2 separate regions of the Mus musculus genome follow, and region 2 is linked to region 1. A link is a contact called in public ChIA-PET data. All regions are on one chromosome and are shown on one strand. Each heading gives the region's core, a stretch centred on a gene start, on an enhancer-like site or on the middle of the called end of the contact. The rest is flanking DNA. Distances are from core to core; before and after follow the strand shown.

Region 1 (2,700 bases), core at 180-2,679:
AACAGTGGATTCTAGGTTCTGGGGTGCTGCTCATGCAACCCCCTCAAGTTCTTTAGAAATGTCTGTTACGGGAAGAGGAAAGCCTGGTCAAATGAATGCCCACCACCCCTCTGCTCCTGTTTGAGATGTGACCATCTTTTCCTGAACGTTGTGCCACTGTGAAGTGATACCATCTGCTGCCCTCACCTCAGACCAACCCAGTGGGACTGCTTCTTTATTACAATTTACAAGTTATAAATTTTGTAAGTAAACTTCCTTCTTTATAACAAGTGTTCTCTTAACTAAGGGTTAAATGAAAGCCCCTTAGTGTCCAGGCAGCCTCAGGGTCCTCTCTGCAAGCTTGAGCTGCACTGGGGTCCTCTTATGCCAAGACTGGTCAAGATAGAGAGACAGGAATCACCGCAGCTTGTTTCTGTAGAATGTGAAGGATGGATAAAACCTACTACACCGTGAGTAGCCTGCCAAAGCGTCTCCAAGCCCTTATGGCGATTAATCACCCTGGGGCTCTCCCTCCCAGCGTGTCTAGAAAAGCTTTACAGGAGGAGATCGTCCCCCCAGCCTTCCTGTATCCTTCCCAAGAGTGCCCCACTGTTAACTGCACATATTTATCTCCTGACTTTGCCTGATCAAACTGTTCCTATTGCCAGAAGAGCTCTGGCCCTGGCCTCTGTGCAAGAATGTCACACGGTAAAAGCCTGGAAGGCTCAAAGATAGATAAACATGTAAGAATCAAAAGGGAAATATGGACAGTGAGAAAAGCAGACTTAATTAACTGATTCCCTTAAAGGGAAGAGCCCAATTAAAGGCATATAGTTAGCTGTGTCTGTAAGTCTTGTTTGCTTGTTTGTTTTTAACATTCTTACAAGTCTTAGTCACATAGTAGCTCTGTGACCTACTGGGAGGGGATCAGATTCCCTTTTTTTGAAACAATAGCACATTTTTTACTCAGCAGTATACAGAACCCCAAACCACTTCCCTTAAGCAACTGACAGTGTCACTTTTCAAACAGGAAGTGGAGACTTAGCAGAATTTTCACGGAGGAGCTTCCTTTGTCGGTTCACTGCAGTCATCTGATTTATGGGGGGTAGAAGTGATAAATTTAACAGTGCTGACAACTTTTGAAATGGGACTCGATCCACCCGACATCCCAGTTCAATGCACTACCCGCCCTTGCAGCTCAGCAGTGTAAATATATAACGTGCTAGAACACACATGAACATATTCATGATGAGATGTGTTAAAACTGTGAGTTTTCCCTATAATCCAACTCCTTCTCCATTTTTCCCATCCCCTTTCCTATGAACTCACAGGGGAATACCAAGTAGCTCCTCCCCTCCTTCCGACCCCCACCTGTCCTTCCTCTCCACCTGCCCCTGGGTTTCCACCCAAGTGCTGTCTCTGCTTTTGCTTTATTTCCTGCCTGCTGCAGCCAAACTAAGCCTTTGCCTTTGTTAACATCCCCCTTCTCTGCTGACTAGCGTGAACAGGCCAACCTGGTGTTCAGTGGCTCCCATAGTCGAATCTGCCCTCAGTTTTCTGGTCTTCCATACATCCAAAAAATAGAAGATGCTTCGTTTCCTGGGATATTTATTGCTTTTCTCACTTGTATACCATGCCCCTCCCTCTGACTGGGATGTCTTCCCACCCTCACCCCATCCTCTCCCACAGTTGCATCTAGAGTCCATCAGGATGCTTCCTTGTAAGCCTCCCTGACAGCCCTGCCACCACAGGACAGCAGCACTTCTGAGTGCCTGGGGGTCTATACAAACCTTTGGCACCTGCACTTTAGCATTACGGTGTTATTCTGGTACTATTTTCCTCCGGCTTACTAGTAAGTACCCTCCTAGAAATTATGTCTATTTCAGAAGTGTAATTGTGGAGACTCAGTCCATTGAAGACAGAGAATAAATGAAAGAAACATTAGCAATAGACAAGGGTTGTTGCTGGTTGCTTGGGTCAGATCTGGGGCTTTCACATGATGGGCAAGCTCTTCATCACCAAACTACGTCCCCACCCCTGATGTTTAGGTTGTTTGTTTGTTGTTTTTACTGGTTGTTTATTTGTTTTTACTTTTCAAATTTCCATTTCCTCTTCAAAAGAAAAAATTTAAACTTCCTATTTATATGAAAGTGAAGAATGTTTGTTTAGTCCTAAATATCTGGAACAAATTCACATTTGTGAAGCCATAATATAATATAATATAATATAATATAATATAATATAATATAACATAACATAATAATATTGGCCCCAAAGGTTAAAATTAAAGATACTTTGGATCCACAGAAGAACTTTAGCAAATGGTGTTGAGAATCAAACATTACAGTGCAGGACAGGACAGCAGCAGCCAGCTGCTTTGAGTGCGCCTTTCTCATGGCATAGGTAGCACTGGTTTCACTTGGCAGATAACTCTTTTCTATCCTACATTTTTACCTGTGTTGAGCATGAAGAGAACGGGCTTAGCATATGGTACTTCCTGAAGTCTACCTTCAGAAGAAGCACACAGTATACTGCTGCTGCTCTAAATGCCATAGTTCTCTATTTTCCAGCTTTATCCTTTCCTATTGGAAGGAGTTCATGAAGGGACAGAGCTGTGCTCTGTTTCCAAGTACCACCAAGGTCTAACCACCCCAGAAATGCACCTGCTTTTTGAAAACCTTCTAAGAGGTGGTGGCACTACATGGGAATTCCTTCCAGACT
Region 2 (2,715 bases), core at 115-2,614, 630 kb before region 1:
GAGTTTAGAGTTGATGCTGGAATAAATTAAGGCTCTTGGAACTGTTAAGGTGGGATGAATGCACTTTACAGTGAAGAAAGACATGGATTTTGGGGGGTCAGGAGCAGAAGGCTTTAGTCTGAATGTTTGAGTTTACCAATTTCATATGTTGAAATCCTAACTTCCGTGCGATGCAGAAGGAGATGGAGGTTTGGGGAGGTGATCAGGCTATGAGGGTGGAGCCTTTGTGTGCAGAATTAGCATCCTTATAAAAGAAGCTCCCAGAGCCCTCTTTGGAGAGGGGACAGCACAGAGATGGCCACCTTCCAACCAGCAAGAGGACTTTCACCAGAACAAAATCTGCCAGTGCCTTGATGTAGATTTCCCAGTCTCCAAGGAGAATTAAGAAATGGATATTGGCTTCCAGCCAATGACATTTGTTAACAAAGCCCATGTTATGTCTCACAGCGATCCCCTCTTTGTGCTAAGCCTAGGGTCGAGCAGTTTGCACGCCCTGTCTCCTTTAATTATTGTTCTTACTTATTGGTTTTTGATACAGGGTCTCACTATGTAGCTCTTGAGGGCCTCAGACTTACAGAAATTCTCCTGTCTCTGCCTTCTGAGTGCTGGGATTAAACATGTGCTCTACCATACCAGGTCTTCACTAGTTTTTGACATTGACCAATCCCTGGGGGTGGCCTTGTTAGTTTTCCTTGTTTACTGTCAGTATTCCTGAGAGCTGGATGTTCATCTAACTTATAGCTATCCCCCAGTGTCAGAAATGGAGAGCAGCACAATGTATGGGAGCAGCAGGTACTTTTTAAAGTCAATCATCTTACCTTATCCATTCGTGATGAAAACATTCTCATCTTTATTTTACTTTGTTTGTCTGAACAAATATGTCAGAGCAAATCAGAGTTCTCCAAGCTGCAGAGTTAAGATTTGAACTTGACTCTCTGGGTTTACTAAGATGAGGAATATGTAGGTAGTTCCCTTCTGGGACGTTAGCTATAATCCATTTGTTTATCTTCTTCTTTTGATTATCAAGATTGGGGCTCAGAATTGGGCAGACGTGGGCTTAAAATGTTGAGCATGCCATTTATATATTGTTTGACCTAGAGCAGCTTGCTTACCCTCTCTGAATCTGGTTTGTTGTTGGTGTCTGTCTATGGCAATAAAATGATGATTCATCACAGGGCTATTGAGGGTTAGGGGAACACAGTGCATCCCAGTGATCAGGAAATGCCTCATTTTAGATGCCCGTTTTAGGAGATCTAGGATTCCCGTGATACAGTGAGTGCTATCAACACACACTTCCTGTCTAGACTTCTTACTGCTGCTCTATAATCAAATGCCATACCCCCTGTGGATACAACCCACAGAAACGCATTCTGGAGACAGGATGTGTGACATCAGGGTACTGGTGTAGGTGGGTTCTGCTGCGGATCTCTTCAGAGAGGCACCCGATAATTTCTTGCTTTGTCGTCATGTGGTAGAAGCAAGAGCGCCTCGGTGGTTTTTTTGAGAGGAGCAAGGATTTCACTCCAAGCTCTGCTGCTCTTGGCTTCCTCATCTCCTGGAGGACCAGTCCTAATGCCACCACCTGGGGCTCTTATGAATAGGGCGGGGCATAGACAGTCAGTCCACACACTGCTCTACCATCTAGAGGTAATTAAAGAAAGGAATGTCTGAGCTTAAGCAGTGAGGGTGGGAGAGGAGGAAAAGAGTGGATGCAAACACCAAAGACATTGATTTTTGACCTTATAGTCTTCTTGGGGTCCGTGCTTTTCAGGGAAACAGCTATGTATATATTCAAAAGAGTTCCAAGGTTCACAGTGCTCATACCTGGCCTGGAATCTGGAATCTGTAGCATTGCTGTTTGATCTCATCCTTCCCTACCCCCTCTCCCTGCTAACTTCCATAGGGTTTCTCTGTGTAATAGCCCTGGATGTCTTGAAACTTACTTTGTAGATTGGGTTGGCCTGGCCCCCAACTCACAGAGATCTGCCTACCTCTCCCTCCTGAATGCTGGTATTAAAGACATTTGCCACCATGCCTGGCTACCTTTTAGATTCTTACTGAGTGAGAATTCAGCTACTAATGGATGTCACCTCTATTTTTGACTATCATGAGTCTCTCGTAGACAATGCTGGTTTTAAAACTTGATGCTTTCCTTGGGAGCTTCTGGCACAAACCTTTTCTGGTAGACCATGTCTGGCACATGTGTGTTTTAAACACTTGAAGTGAGGTTGGTTCAGGCCATGATGGGTTTGGCTGCCGGTGCTCCCCGAATTCTGGATGTTTGGCTTGGAAAACAGAGACACACAATGGTTACTTAAAGATGGCTGAGTGTAGAAATGAGAATTTCTAGAACATATTGGGCTAAACAAACTATATTGTTAGAATTTGTCTTCTATTGATTTTTTTAAACTTTCTTTTGTCATTTTGTAAGACAGGGTTTCACTTTACTGACCTAAAACTTGCTCTGTAGACCAGGCTGGCCACAAACTCACAGAGATCCTCCTGCCTCTGCCTCCTGGGTGTGGGGATTAAAGGTGTGCACCACTCCACCTGGCTGCTTTTGACTTTCCAACTATGGCCTCTAGAAAATGCAGCTTTCCATGTCGTACTGCTTAAACTCCACTCCTATGTGGCACAGCCCTGGGACACAGATGCCTGAGGTCATCTGCTGTGACTGGAAAGCCCATTGCCTTAAAACTGGCTCAGAATTTGAGT

The links. ChIA-PET counts read pairs in DNA pulled down with a chosen protein or histone mark.
Region 2: a contact with region 1 is called in an RNA polymerase II ChIA-PET map of memory CD8 T cells, with 12 read pairs. The contact joins two enhancer-like sites. A contact is called at or near these places in 2 of 115 datasets of contacts at active chromatin or transcription factors (CD8 T cells and memory CD8 T cells).

What each region holds. Positions count from the first base shown.
Region 1 is chr9:94,690,205-94,692,904 of GRCm38.p6, reverse strand. All of the region lies in intron 2 of Slc9a9 (solute carrier family 9 (sodium/hydrogen exchanger), member 9), which reads right to left. Among named protein-coding and RNA genes, the nearest start is that of Slc9a9, 22 kb to the right of the region's middle. Within about 2 kb of position 1,429, at least 182 of the 459 cell types and tissues checked have an H3K27ac peak or open chromatin away from gene starts, as enhancers often do. A contact at or near this core is called in CD8 T cells and memory CD8 T cells, where this site is marked.
Region 2 is chr9:95,315,595-95,318,309 of GRCm38.p6, reverse strand. No RefSeq gene overlaps it. Among named protein-coding and RNA genes, the nearest start is that of Gm32018, 6.4 kb to the right of the region's middle. Within about 2 kb of position 1,364, at least 32 of the 459 cell types and tissues checked have an H3K27ac peak or open chromatin away from gene starts, as enhancers often do. A contact at or near this core is called in CD8 T cells and memory CD8 T cells, where this site is marked.